Regions from separate parts of the Cricetulus griseus genome. Here region 2 is linked to region 1. The links are chromatin contacts, called in public Hi-C maps. All regions are on one chromosome and are shown on one strand. Each heading gives the region's core, a stretch centred on a gene start, on an enhancer-like site or on the middle of the called end of the contact. The rest is flanking DNA. Distances are from core to core; before and after follow the strand shown.

The links. A called contact is a pair of places that touch in the nucleus more often than the background predicts.
Region 2: a contact with region 1 is called in a Hi-C map of the CHO-K1 cell line, with 2.0 times the contacts expected there. The contact joins the enhancer-like site here to the promoter of LOC113836000 in region 1.

The regions. Positions count from the first base shown.
Region 1 is chr5:133,502,449-133,510,022 of CriGri-PICRH-1.0, reverse strand. It overlaps LOC113836000 (cleavage and polyadenylation specificity factor subunit 6-like), which reads left to right and starts at 3,408. Exons shown (of 2, transcript XM_027418176.2): 1 at 3,408-4,090. The coding sequence starts at 3,432. It overlaps Map4k5 (mitogen-activated protein kinase kinase kinase kinase 5), which reads right to left and starts at 3,496. Exons shown (of 32, transcript XM_027418172.2): 1 at 3,356-3,496. The coding sequence starts at 3,463.
Region 2 is chr5:133,558,910-133,566,483 of CriGri-PICRH-1.0, reverse strand. Map4k5 (mitogen-activated protein kinase kinase kinase kinase 5) reads right to left here. Exons shown (of 32, transcript XM_027418172.2): 13 at 6,950-7,028; 14 at 829-887. Among named protein-coding and RNA genes, the nearest start is that of Cdkl1, 52 kb to the left of the region's middle. Within about 2 kb of position 3,658, at least 4 of the 6 cell types and tissues checked have open chromatin away from gene starts, as enhancers often do. A contact at or near this core is called in the CHO-K1 cell line, where this site is marked.

The sequences.
Region 1 (7,574 bases), core at 2,159-4,658:
AGCAAACAGGATCCGCCTTGCTGGAACCCTTCATCCATCATCCATTTCTTCTCTTTGTGTTTGCCCCCCCCCCCATTTCCTGCTCTGTCCTCAAAGATTTCCTGCATTTATCTGAATCTTTACATTCCTCCTCTTGCAGGCAGAGAACGGCTTTTAAGATGGAGTGTGAAAGCTGGGCATTGGTGGCACACGCCTTTAATCCCAGCACTCGGGAGGCAGAGGCAGGCGGATCTCTGTGAGTTCGAGGCCAGCCTGGTATACAGAGCAAGTGCCAGGATAGGCTCCAAAGCTACACAGAGAAACCCCTGCCTCGAAAAACAAAAAAACAAACAAACAAAAAGATGGGAGTGTGAACCTCTTGGGAAGCTGTAGGAAAGACAGGGGGTTCCAACAAACCCTGTGTGTTAGCAGGGTGTGAAGACAATTCACAAAGAATCTCAAGGCTTTTTAAAGTTATTACTTCAGAATACAGCTCAGGTAATAAAAAGAACCTAAGATGAGTAAGTGGTGGAAGAGACTATATTACTTTTCATTGTGATTATTTTACTAGTTTGTATCATGAATGGAAAACACTTTTAAAGCTCCCTAGGATTTTCAGTTTCTTAAAAATACACAATCATATTACAACCACTCTGCCTTAAAGTCTTCCACAGTTTCATGTTCTAGGCATATGAGGGAGTAAGTATAAACTCACAAAATTCCATAGGGCTTAGATCACAGACAATAAATATGCTATGAAACAGCTTTTCAAAGATGTTTTCCCAGGAAACTCAAGCTATGGAAATTTATAAAGAAAGCAGACATGCAGTTATCATGAAGAGCAGTGCAGGAATACACAGAGAATTACACACTGTTGTGGTGTTAAAATTAAGTGCTCAGACAACCAGGTGACAGACTCACTTAGAGTCATTTATTTGGTTATCAACCTTTTAGGAATCATCTACTCTGTGCTCAGCCTAATCCGAGGTGTTAAGATATACCCAAACATGGGGGCGGGGGTGGTTCCTGTCTGTGTGAAGTACTTTATTGAATCAAAACAGAGAAATAAAAGAAGTAAAACCCTGTGCCTGGCAGCAGTAAGTACAAAGATGGTCAGGTATTCTGAAAGGAAGGAAGCAAGACATTTACTGTCTGGGGAAAGATACTGAACAGAGGAAGCAGCCAGAACAAAGACTCCAATGTGGGAAGATGTTTATTGTTTAAGGAACAGGGGCAAGCCAGTGTGGTCAGATCAGAAAGGGAGAGGAGAGTGGTGGGTGAGGTCAGAGGTCAAGGTGAGGGGCTGGGCTTATTAGAATGGAGGTAATGCTTTCCTCGACAGCAAAACTGGCAACAGGTGGTGAATGGGGGAGGGAGATGAACACAAGAAGGACACACTAATGTCTAAAGGCTGTTTGGGACTCAGAGGCTGGTCTAGTGTGTGAGGAGAATACATTTGATGGGAGCATGGCTAGGAAAGGTGGGAGGTGGGGGTGGTAAGTATTTAGGCTCTGACTGTTGACTCATGAGCTGAAGACCGGGAAGCAGCTGGAGAAGAAGCAGGCAGTCAGCTGTCCTTTTAACACAAATTTTGCTCCCCCCTCTCCCCCAGGCAAGAATACAATCTTTCCAGAGAGCTGCTCTGGTTGTTAACTCTGTAAAGATAAACGTGGAGGTCTTGGCAAGATCCTTGTGGAGAAAATATTCCCTTTAAATTTTCTGTTGTAGGGGTGAAGCAGGGAGGGGTGAAGCAAGAACTAGAATTTAGAACTAGAATTTAGAGTATTGTATAATTACCATGAATGGAACTGAACTGGTCTAACTCACAGTGAATCATAAGACAAAGATGATTTAGAATGGGACCCAGAAAGCAAAGATGAGTTTCTGTTTCTTAAAGGCCAAGTGTTTCCTAAAATGCCCAGATAGCCCAAGATGCACTAACTACCCTAATTTACATAAGGAAGGAGATTCCACAGTAATTGTGCACTTTGCATCAAAGGTATTCAAGACCAGAGTCAGCACCGTGATCACTGTTGGGACAGCCCAGTACCTGGAACAGTGTCTGGCTAGCCTCAATGCCTGTTTTTACCGGTAAAAAGCCTATCCAGAGAGCCCTCACCTCAGAATCAGTGCTAGGGTATCCTGATACCACCCCAAGGAACTACTAACAAAATTGTTCAGAAACGAGCACAGAAAAGAGATGTTTTCCTTGCATAGAACCACCTGTGTAGGTCAACATACCACAGTGGAACCAATCGATTACTCATGTAACAAGGCCATGTGGGCTACATGGAGATCACTCTTTGGAACAGACTGACACATAGGTCAAAATAACAAGATGCTGTAAAAAGAAACTTTTTCTTAATACCCATAAGGAACTGCAGTAATTCTGCCTTTTGAGACAAAGACCAAAAGCCATAAGGGAATCATCGATAGTCTTGTCCTTCTGAACCCTTCAAAAACAAAGCTGACTTAAGAAATTGGTGTGGTTTGCAATGGCATTGCTTTTTGCAATGCAAATGTGTTTTTGCAATGGCAAATTACAAATTTATTATTATTTATCTTAATATAAGAGGGCACTAAAATGACTGCAGCTCTTATCCACTCAGGATTATGGAATGCTATAAATCCCAAAGAGAGGAATTACTGGAATAGGAAAACCCATTAAGTCATTATATTTCTTATTATCAACCAGGCACAAATGCTTAAACTTCTGCCAGATGAAAAACATCTTTCTCTAAATTTGTTTAAATTTAATTACATTTTACTTATTTACTGGGCTTATGTGCGAGTGTTGGGGGGTGGGGGAGATGCCTGTAGAGGTCAGAGGACTACTTGCTTCCACCGGGAGAATCCGTGGACCGATTGTGATCTGAAAGCTTGGCAGCAAGCGCTTTTACCTGCTGAGCCATCTCACCGGTCTCTAAAAACATCTTCCTACAGGCCACTGTGTTTACACACATATCATTTTACTCCAGTACCAGACTGCTTACAGTTCACAATTCATAGCCAGGATCCACATAGCTTTTCAAAGCCAAGTTCATCCATAACAATAATTTAGAATGCAAGTGTCTGGATTTGCAATATTCTCTCCTGCCCTGCCGCCTTCCGCGAGGCATTTTTTCCACCCTAACAGGAGAACATCCTTCAAAGTAACTTAAACACCAAACGTACGCCTTAAAAACCACAAAAAAGCTCAGCGGTGGTTTGGAAGGTGCGGTTAGCCGTGCCCGTGGGCAGCATTAGAACCGGTGGGGAACCCAGGGTGCTCGGAACCCTGCCGCGGGGTCCGGGCCGCTTCCTGGCCGGACGCTGCGGTCCGGCGCATCCCGGGGACGCCCCACGCTAGCAGGCCGGGCCCGGGCCCGGGCCTCACCTTGTACACATCCCCGTAGGTGCCGCTGCCGACCCTCTGCACCAGCTCGTAGTCGTGCTGCGGGTTCCGCCTCAGGATGTCGGCGGCAGGCCGCAGCGGGGCCTCCATCTTCGCTGCGCCCAGCCCGGGGCTCTGCCCGCGGCGCCCGGATCCCGCTAACGAGGGCGCGCGGCGCTTCCCAACATGGAGCCTCCTCGGCGCGCAGCTGCGCCTGCACCCGCGAGAGCGAGCGCGGGGGCGTCACGGGCCGCGACCCCGGCGGCCTCCGGGCCTCCCGGGCCCGCCAGGCCCCGCCAGGCCCCGAGCCGTCCGCACCCGAGGGGGCCGCCCGTTCCCTGCCGAGCGAGCGCCGCGTCGGAGATCCGCGTCCTCACGAAGACGGCCGTGCGCGCAGTCGTCCCCGCCGTCGCCGCCGCCGCCGCACCACGTTCCCCACCCGCGGCTGCGTCACCGGGAGACACGTTCGCGGCCGCCGTGGATCGAGCCGGCCCGCCCGAGAGCGCAGGCCGCGGGCCCAGAGTGCCGCCCTGAGGCCCGCCGAGTGCACGACACCCTCGCCGCCGTCGTGCCCCGCCTCCCAGCGGCTTGTGGGGCGCTCGGGGCGTTCGTGAGGCTTCGGACCCGCCCAGGCCTGGCCGGGATTCGTCCGGTTGCCAGAGGGACGAGAGAGAGGAGGAGGAGGGCCTGCTGGAGGCCGCCGCTGGAGCGCTGCTCTCCTAGTGCCACAGGGTCAAGGTAAACTGAGGCCGCCCGGGAAGGAGGTGGGGGAGTGCCTGGTTAACTAAACGCGGGCACACCCGACTGCACCTTCCTGTTTTACAGACTGTTCCCCGTGGTACCAGTTCTGAGGCTGGACCGCACACCTGCACAACCTGTCTTCCACCGTGGTTTCCCTAGCCCTTTCTGAAAACCCCCAGTCCCTACGAAGTTCCAGGGGTCTCTGAACACCGCCACAGTATTGCAACTTTAAGGGGACCAGGAGTTCTGGAGATGCTAAGACAAAGCTAGGGACCTTGGTCTGGTTCTGGCTCCAGCACTTCCAAAGGAGGTGATCTGGGACAAGGCATACTTTGCAACATCTCAGTGTCCTTATCTGTAGTTAGAAGAGGATAAGGTTTTTGCATTTGACACCCGAGAAATGCTTGTAAAGCTTTTTACAGGATTGCAAAGAGGATTATCAATTGTAAGAGGGTTTGAACCCTTTAACAATACACAGAATATTGAGCAGGAATCAAGAGAAGCTATCTGGTTAATGTTTCACAGACTGTTTTGCCGTTTGAGTTCCAACCCTGTTCTGAAGGTAGAAATTAAATTACCACCTTTAGGTAGACTGGTAAAATTATTTCTAGAATCCTGAAGAGATTGTCGGCAGAAAAACCAGATTAAGGACTGGGGAGATCTCAGTGGTTAAGAACACCAGCTGCTCTACAGAGGACCTGGGTTGATTCGCAGCACCTGCATGGCTGCTCACAACTGTTTGTAAATCCGGGTAATCTGACTCCCTCCTCTGGCCTCTTTAGGCACCGGACACGCACATGGTGCACAGACATACATGCAGGCAAAACAAAAAATTAAATAAGAATTTAAGAAAAAATGGGAAAGCCAGGTTAATACATAGCTACTGTCTGTTTAGTGACTGAAAATCACAACAGAACAAGTTTCAGGTGACATGTCCAATTCTGTTTTGAGAAATGCACTTAAATAAATAAAATAAATAAAATAAAAATTAATTAATTAATTAATAATAAATAATTTATTTATAATTAAATAAATAAATAATTGAAAATAAATTAACACCATAACAGAACAGGGAATATATGCATTTTCGTGTGTTCCCCACACAAAGGGCACTTATTTAGGGGACTAAGTAAAGCCCAGACTTACATGCTCCAGGGACAAAGCTTATGTGTGTGCTGTCTTGAAAAAAACCTTGCTGAGGAACAGTTCTGTCTTTCAAAGCTTCTTGGCACTTGTTTTGGTGGGCACATACTTTTGGCTTCGATGACTCAAAGTCTCTTCAAATGTTCTATTGGTATCTTAGTACTTGTTTTCTGCCATGGATTTATGTTGGTCATGTAGTCAAACCCACCCTTACCCACTCTGAGACTAGGGTCATTGTCAAGCATTCATGAGCTGAGGGCTCTCCACCAGTCTGTCCCCAGAATAGTGAGGTAAACTTGGAGGGTGGGCATCGTGTGATGGAAAAGCAGCCTTCCATGTACAGGGTCAAAAGGGAGCATTGATCCTTTCTCTAGCATGAAACATATTTGTTCTGATTTCTGTCTGCATTATCCCATAGAGAGTTCGAGTCAGCTCACACAAAATACTTATTTTTACACAAGATAAAAATAAGTGAGAGGAAACTGCATGGAATTTGAAAGGGGGAAAACAGGAAACCAGAACAATGCAACCAAAAAAAAGAAAGAAAAAAAAAAAGATTTGTTGGTGGTTTTTTTTTCTTTGTTTGTTTTTTGGTTTTTGGTTTTCGTTTTTTATTTTATTTTATTTTTTTAGATAAAGATGAACAAATTGATCAAGAGAGTCAGATCTTTCCCTGATGCTAAGACCTCAGAAAAGTTTCCCTCCTGAGCCTTCACAAAGTGGAAACTCCGAATACTCAGTTTTGAGACAAGGATAAATATCCTATGAAAACCCTTTAGGTGTATTATTTTTGAAACACAATATTTAAAATGAATTAGGTAATAAAAAGCTTGAAGTCACAAGTGAAGGTATTTTACATTGCCAGTAATGACAGATCCATATGCCTTGACCATCAACCAAGAAACGGATAACACTGAAAGCCAAGATCCTGCCTGGTGGTTAAAAATAGTGTCTGCAATAATCATTATTTTACTTGTACCACAGATGATGCAAACAGGAAAACATTTGCTTTATACTAACTTCAAAAGAATTTTAAAGATTTTTTTTCTGAACTAGCTGAGTTAATTTTAATAAGATCAGTAATGTAGGTTGTTTGGTAAAGAAATTTAAATTAAGTCTACTTATAAACAAACTCTAAGTAGGTTTAACATTGAAAGAATTCTTACAAATTTCTCAGTTTTATAATAGGGAATAAGAAGAAAAATGAGTGCTAATACCATGGTGTGTGTGTGTGTATGTATGTATGTATGTATGTATGTATGTATGTATGTATGTAGGTAGGTTGCAGGACAACTTGTGGGAGTCCATTTTGTCTTTCTACCATGTAGATCAAGCTCAGGCCATCAGATGGAGGCAAGAGCCTGTACAGGCTGAGCTTCTCACTGGCCTTGCTTTCCAGTTTTTTGCTCTGTTCCACATAACACATTGTAGTGGTTTACTGTATACTTGTAATGTTTTCTCCTCTTTTAATCTTCTTCAGTAAAGTGCTAGTTGTGATTGTGATTGGTGATCTCTAGAGTCAACTTTAATTTTAGCCAAGACTAAATGACAACAAAAATCAAAGCCTTGGTTTTTTTTTTTTTATGTTTTATGTGGCTAAGGTTCAATTTTATTTATTTATGGTTTTGGTTTTTCAAGACAGGGTTTTTCTGTATAACAGCCTTTGCTGTCCTGGAACTAGATCTGCAGGCCAGGCTGGCCTCAAACTCACAGAGATCCACCTGCCTCTGCCTCCCGAGTGCTGGGACTAAAGGCATACACCACCACTGCCCTGCCAGGTTCAAATTTATTATCCAAGCAAACTTGCTAATTAAAATCCTAAAATTAGGCTGTCCAACGTGGTGGCTCCCACCTTTAATCCCAGCATTCAGGAGGCAGAGGCAGGCAGATCTCTGTTAGTTCCACGAACAGCCTGGTCTAATTAGTGAGTTGAGGCCAGCCAGGGCTACACAGTCTCAACAACATACAGATTTTAGCAATATAATATCTCAATCCACCTCTTCCCTTGCTCCACCCTTGGCTGTTTGAGACAGGGTGTCATTGTATAGTTGTGCCTGGCCTGGAACTCACAGAGGACCAGCTGCCTCTGCTTCCTGAGTACTGGCATTAAAGGTGTGCCCAGCTGCAGTATGGTCTCTTAATACATCTTTCAATATAAACCAGTTGTGCAGAATATTTTTATATGATTAAACAAATAGCTCCTTAGATTTGTTAAATATCAACCAATCAGCTGTCAAAAGACATTGTAGCAATTATTATCTGAATTTTTAGACAATTGACATTAAATCATTCTTTACTTGTTATGACTCTGTTTGTTAAGGAGAAAATTGTATTTTCA
Region 2 (7,574 bases), core at 2,409-4,908, 56 kb before region 1:
AAACTGCACTTTTACTGACAAAAAAAGTAGACATTAGGGCTGGAGAGATGGCTCAGAGGATAAGAGCTCTGGCTGCTCTTCCAGAGGTCCTGAGTTCAATTCCCAGCAACCACATGGTGGCTCACAACTATCCGTTATGAGATCTGGTGCCCTCTTCTGGTGTGCAGATATACATGGAAGCAGAATGTTGTATACATAATAAATAAAATCTTTAAAAAAAAAAAAGTAGACATTAAGGAACCTTCTAGGCCAATCCTAGCAATATCTTATTTATTTATTCCTTTATATAAGGGGTTAAATATGTAGTTAATCTCAAAATGATATCACATCTGGTTTGATGACATATGCCTGTTGCCCTGGCATTAGGCAGCTGAAGCAGGAGGGTTGCAGCAACTCAAGGGCAGCCTGAGCTACACAGTGAGACCCTCTCACAAACAACAAACACAAAAACAAAAGAACCTACAGTTATAGACAGATGGTAGGACCTATAACAAGTGACCCACTACCAACCACATGCCCAGTCCCACAGATAAGATGCTTTACCCAGTAAAGCAAACCAAGCTGTGCTCACTGCAAACCTAACAAGGAGAAGGTAAAGCTGAGGCCAAGACAGCTTTAGTAATTTAAGTACATCCTTCAAAAGACTGAGAGTGCTGAAATAAGTGGCTCAAACTATACTGCTTGTAATACCATCAAAATACCTAATTATGAATTTTCACACTTTAGTATAGTTACTATGTATAAAAAGTAGGTACTTAATTTCTTAAAAATATACCTCACTCTAAGTTTTCCCAAATTTTAACATGGAAATGTTTCAAAGTCCATTACCATTTCATCCCGGGCTTCTGTTTCTTTCCTCAGAGGTGGTTCAAACTGTAATTTGTCAACTGCAAAATATAGAGCAGATACATAGATATGTATAAACATACACACATCCATCCTCTTACATGGCTAACTTCAGGAATGAAACAAGAATGAACACTGTTGAGAGGGAGGAAAAGCAGAGGCACAGAAAGAAATTTCATCACGTCTTCTGTAAGACACCTTCACACTAACCCAGGAAAAGGAGCAATCTGGGATTTCCCCTAGCTTCTATGCTTAATTCTTGGCTGAACTCAGGAAATTAAAAAGTACTTTTTTTTTTTTTTTTTTTTTTTTTTTTTTCCGAGACAGGGTTTCTCTGTGGCTTTGGAGGCTGTCTTGGAACTAGCTCTTGTAAACCAGGCTGGTCTTGAACTCACAGAGATCCACTTGCCTCTGCCTCCCGAGTGCTGGAATTAAAGGCGTTCACCACCAACGCCTGGCTAAAAAGTACTTTTGAGTAAAAGAAAATGTTTAAAGTTTATTGGAGCTAGATGACAAAGGAAAAGTTGCGAAGATTGTTTCCATGTTTCAGAGGCTGTTTTGAGATTGGCAACAGCTTTCTGGCAGAGAAAACCTTGCCATATTATACAAGGATTATATAATGAGTGAGAGGTCAGGATGGCCTTATCATCTACGGTCACACGTGGCTGTGCATTTTATTTGATCTCATCAGTCTACTTCCATAGTTAGTCCAAGTATTCAAGAGCAATTTCTTTTAGATGAAATATTCTAGAATGGAAAAAGTTACTTCATTACCTACTTATAGTTACTATAATTTTAAAACTTTAAAAAAACTGAATGTGACTAAAAGTCCAAAAAAGTTTTTTTCAACATTTATACTAATAAAGACACAAGATTTCTAAATACAAACTTAACTAATTGTTAAAAGGCTTTCAAATAAGATCTAGTTGCATTTATCCCCAGTAACAAAACTTGTAAAAAATAATACAAGGCACTAACATAATTTGTTATATGGAACAAAAATAGTAAGGCATAAATTTTTCCTCTCTTCCTCCCTTCTTTCTGAAAATTTATTTATTTTTATATTTTAAGATAAACCCAGGCTGGCCTGGAACTCATTATGTACACTTAGGCTGGCTCTCCACTTGGGATCTTCCTCCTGCCTTAGACTCTGTAGTCCTGGGTGGGGTTACAAGTGTGCACAACCATGTCTGGCTTAAAATTTCAGCACTAAGGAAGACATTCCATAAAATATGTTATTTGCTTAAATATCAATCTAAAATAAAATCCTGGATCCATTAATAACATTTAACATAATCTAAAAACATTTTGAAAGAAGATTTGTTTCATGTGTGTGAATGTTTTGCCTTCAGCTAAACAGAGTGTTCACATGAGTGCCTGGAACTGGAGTCACAGGCAGTTGCGTATATAGCTGGAGGACAGCACTGTGAACACCGGATAGCCTGCAGTATTAGGACAGACAGCATGGGATAGCCTGTGGTATTAGGACAGACATCTGAGCTTTTGTCAGTGGAACTCTAGATCCATAAAAGGGTCTTCATAGGAAAAGGACAAAATTTAGATGCTCAATATGGTGTTACATTGTCCAAGATACAAAAACAGGAACAAAAGACAGTTGAAAAAAAGAAGAAACAGATTCAGATGATACAGGCAAGCAGCAGATAGGAACTTTAAAAACATCAACATGCTTGAGGACTTTTGAGACAGACAGTGGGTAAAGCAGACAATCTCAGCACAGAAACAGAATTACATTTCTAAATATGCATATAGATGTATATCTGTAATCTGGGTATGACTAAAGTTCATATTTGAAAAATAGTGGACCTGAAATAAAACTCACTGAATGGCTTAATAGCAGAATGAGCACAAGAACAAAGTTCCTCTCATGTAGAGGTGAGGGTGCAGGGAGAGCAAAACCTCAGTGAGCTATGAAATCAGAGAGTTCATGTTAACAAGGGTCTCAGAAGCAGAGGAGAGACAATGGCAGACATTTCAAAGAAACAGCAGCCAAACAATAAAAAACATAGATCCACAGACCTACGAAGTTTAACGAACCCTCGTCAGACAACAGAACCACAGTCCAATTGGTGTAAAACTGTAAACTCAGTGTGTCTCAGCATGTGCCTGTGATGGATGTAGAAACTGGAGTTGGGGGCAGCGATTCCAGATGTACAGATGCTTGGGCTTTAGTTCAGGGAGGAAGTTTAACCGGCTTCACCTTCATTCAGACAAAGGCAACAAAACACTTGGGACTATGGAAGTGTAAGAAGTTTGTAAAAGTCTCCTCAGCTTGTTTAAAATTCTCATTTACTTGTCTTTTTTTTTTTTTTTTTTTTTTAGGTAAGAGTTTCACCATGTAGTTCTGGCTGGCTCTGAACACTTGCCATCCTCCTGTCTCAACTGAGATTAAGTGCCACAATGATATTATGCCTGTATCTTGATCTGAGAAAGAGAGAAACAAACTTTTTTTCTGGCACTCACCAGCCTGGGAGGACAAACACAAATCCAAATGCAAAGGCCGGAAAGAACATAATTTCTCCCAAGGCCACTCTGCATGTGACAACGTTTCATGAAATGAAAACCCTCTGAGCTACACAGCTTTCTCACTGAGAAACCGCTCTTTAAATCAGGCTGCCAGGGACCTGCCTGGTGAAATCATGTTCATTTCAGTGAATCATTGTATTACGTCTGGAAGATCTAAGTCACTGACTCAGATCCAACCCAGACACCGAGCTTCAAACGAAGGCACTTCTAAATGCAATGTTCAGCTACAGGAGGCTTCAGAGTCCACTCTCAGAACAGACCCGGCGCTCAGCCTTCCCCAGTCACATGTCCTCACTGTGAGTCATTAGTTTAACTTCCCCTGAATTCTGGTCCTGCTGCGCCTCTTCTATTTCTTTGTTAGATAAGATGCCACATGGTTTCTATGGTATGTTTTATATCACTGCAAAGAATTAAAAAATGTGACTTTGTTAGAATATTTCTTCATCCCTGGCCAATCTAACACTGGATATGTTATGGCCTGATGTGAAATGTCCATGAAAATCTATGTGCTAAAATCTAGCTGACGGGCTTTGGGGAAGTGACTGGCTCATGAGGGCTGTAACCCCAAAATGGATTAATTAAATAATGGGTTCATAAACAGAAAGGCTATTGGGAGATGACACAGAGTTAAAGGTGGGGCCTAACTTAAGGGAGTGGGTCCTTGGGGACTGTATATTGTTTCTGGCCAGTTCAACTTACTCCAATGTCTCATCTCATGTGGTGAACAGCTCTTCCATGATGAACCTTAATTATACTGTTCTGCCTCACTATAGGCCCAAAAGCAATACGGCCAAGTGACCATGGACTGAAAACTCAAGAGACATGAGTCAAAGCAAATCTTTCTTCCTTTGTTTGCCTCAAATATTTTGTTATATCAACAGCCAGGTTCAAAAATTATTAATGTCCACAAAAAATATACAGTAAGAATACATAGAATGATTACAATAGCCCAAAGCAAAGTCAACAGAAGATCGGGTGAGTTGTAACATACTCATTAATGTAATATTCCACCACCATGTAGTCTTACACAATGGCGTGAATGACTCTCACAGATATGGCTGAGTTAAAGAAAAGGGTCCACTGTGTCATGCTACTTGTCTAAAAGTCAAGATCGGTTAAAAAGGAACCTATGTGACAGGGATGAGAATATCAGTTAATCTGGAGACAGGGGAGGGTGGAAGTACTGACTGTGACAGAGCATGGCAACTCTGAGATCCAGGTATGTTGTATATATCTGCAAATTTTTACCATGCATCACATTTAAGATTGGATCATTTATTGTATATAAATTACCAGCCCAACTTAAGAAAACTGAAGCAAAAACCAGGATAGAACTGAAATCTATTAAGCAAGCAAAAACAGAGCCATAAAATACTCTGGTATCTATAAAAGGAAAATTGTTTAAATGTGAAGACAAAAAAAAAAAAAAAACCACCAGTAAAATGACTTTAACTTTATCCAAGGCATACTCCATGAAAATATCAACATTCTGAGCACTCGTGAAGAAAACTAAATCTTGACCCCCGCTCCCCAAAGTGGGGAGGGAAGGTCTTTTAATTAAGGCTGAGCATTATAAAGATGTCAACTCTGTTAATATGTAAATTTAGACACATCAGCAAAAATAAATTTAAAAACTAGATAAGCAGATTCTAAAATGTAATTGTATAATAGTCAGATATAATTAAAAGAACAACAATGTGTGCACCTGGACATGGAGGAAGAGAAGCAGGAGCAGGAGGAGAAACAGTTGTAATACATTTTAGCAGATGGAATACTCACAAGTGTGCTGCTGTACACGAACAGACACGCAAAGCAACATAACAGAATTCCCAGGAACAAGTCCTAGGACAGGCATGGGGATTTATTTTTACAATAAAGATCGTATCTTGAATCCACGGGGGGGAAAAAAAAATGACAAAAAAGATGAAGTCTAGTCTTCAGTTTACACATTAAGTTAAGTATCTAAAAAGTGGAATTGCAAAATAGAAGAATACACCATAGAACATTCTTTTTGCAGTCTCAGAATCAAGGACATAGCATAAGGAACTGAAGAAATGACTCACTGGTTAAGAGCATTTGTTACTCTTGCAGAGGACCTAGATTTGGTTGCCAGTACCCACATGATAGCTCACAACCATCCCTAACTCCAGGTTCAGAGGATCCTATGCCCTCTTCTGACCTCTGCAGACACCAGGCACATTCATGGTGCACCTATTTACATGTAGGCTAAACACTCATACATGAAAATTTAAAAAAATGATTAGATTAAAACAAAGAATATAGCATAAAATGCAAAGGCTATAAATAAAAGACAAGTTAGATCACATTAAAAGAACATTATATAGCTACACAAAGTAAATACAGCTTTATCAAAAAGGTTATCTTTGGGATCTGGGGCCCTCAGAAATTTTTCACAAGAAGCAACAAGACTCTGGCAAGATGGCTCAGTAGGTACATAGTAAATACATAACTAATTTTAGAAAAAAGACAGCAAGGTGAGCACTAGCACTAAAAAGACACCAAGTATTGAGTTATTACTTGCTTATCTATGACAAGTACTGTTGATCAACAGGTAAGGGAAGACAATCTTTCAAAGAGCTAGGAATACTTGTTTGAAGAAAACAGACTTAAGCCAGGCATGCTGGTACACCCTATAGTCTCAGGACCCTGGAGACTGAGGAAGAAAAGTCACTGTGAGTTTGAAGCTGGCCTGGGCAATACAGCCACCTTCCAAAAAATGAAAATAAAATAAAATGCAGACAGCTATTGGATAATCATCTGTAAGAATTCTAATTGGTTCAAATACTTAATGAATTATCTTACCTCATTATGGCTAACATTCTATTTGTATTGTTAGTCATGCATCTCATTTTATCACAAATCACTTTAATTTCATGAAACAATACAAATCTCAGCCAGGAAATCCATATCAAAACTTCTGTTTTTTAAATGTGGCTGAGGTGACAAAGGTGGTTGATATAAAATTTTTGTCTGTTTATGATTAACTCATTAAAAAATCAAAATTCCATTTTAAATATTTGTAAAGAGTTATCTTCATATTGATCTGCAATAGTTAAAACCCACCCAAATGCCCAGTAACAGAAGACTATTTCCTACAGCATGAAACAAGCATGACTCAACCTGCAACACAGTGTGTAGTTATAAAGTCAGTGCCAGCAAACAGAAAATGCTTCTCTATTATGTCAAAGTACAATTAGCCACATGAAATATTCATGGCAAAGCAAGAAGTCAGAAAAAAAAAAATGGGCTGTCTATAGCTTATATGATGAAGTGCAATGCAAATTTTCTATTTTTTTTATTTCTTGTCAATTTCCTACAATGGGAACAATTGTCTTCATAATTAAAAATAAAAACTATTTAAAAACAATAATAAAATTACAATAAAACCAGAAAAGCAGCCTGCATTTTTACTATATTTTGAAATACTAAAGTATACAGCCTCAATTAGTCTAAGATTTTATAATCCCATAAAAAAATATAAGAATACCCAGACCAACCCTCCAAGGCCACCAATGAAAAATATATAACATGCACATACAATTAATTTCTGAAGCTGTCCGTTCAGCTCTGGAATTCCTGTTTGTAGATCTAATTGTATGACGAATGATTGCATGGGGCTGTGAATATAAGCATAATAAACACACTTAAAAATTTCAACAAATAAAAGGTTTATTTCTAATGATTGCTTATTGACATGATTACTTAAACATTTCTCATAAGAAAGACAATAAAAAGTACAATGAACACTAAGATGCCTTAAATGTTTATTTACTTATTCCATGTTTACACTGTGTAAAACACTGAAGGGATTCACAGTTAGAAACAAACTTTATTCCTCAAAGCGTTTAGTTTGGGACGACAAAGAATACAAGATTAGACAATGGTCAGTGCCATTTATTAGTTAAAAAAAAATCCTGTTAAAGCCTGGACAAGGGATAGAGATTCCTTCTGTACTGAACTGATGAACAGAGGCTCTGATCCTCACTTTCCCAGGGCCTGAAGTACAGCAGGCATTGGCTATGCAGATGTGGGGATGCACTAGACAGAATATGATCACATAATGCAAGAATGAAGTACTTGCAGGAAGTGGGGTTTGGCAGTTATTTGATTGAGTGCACTGAAATGAAGATGAGGGCACTCTGTGGACACAAAAGGCCCTAAAT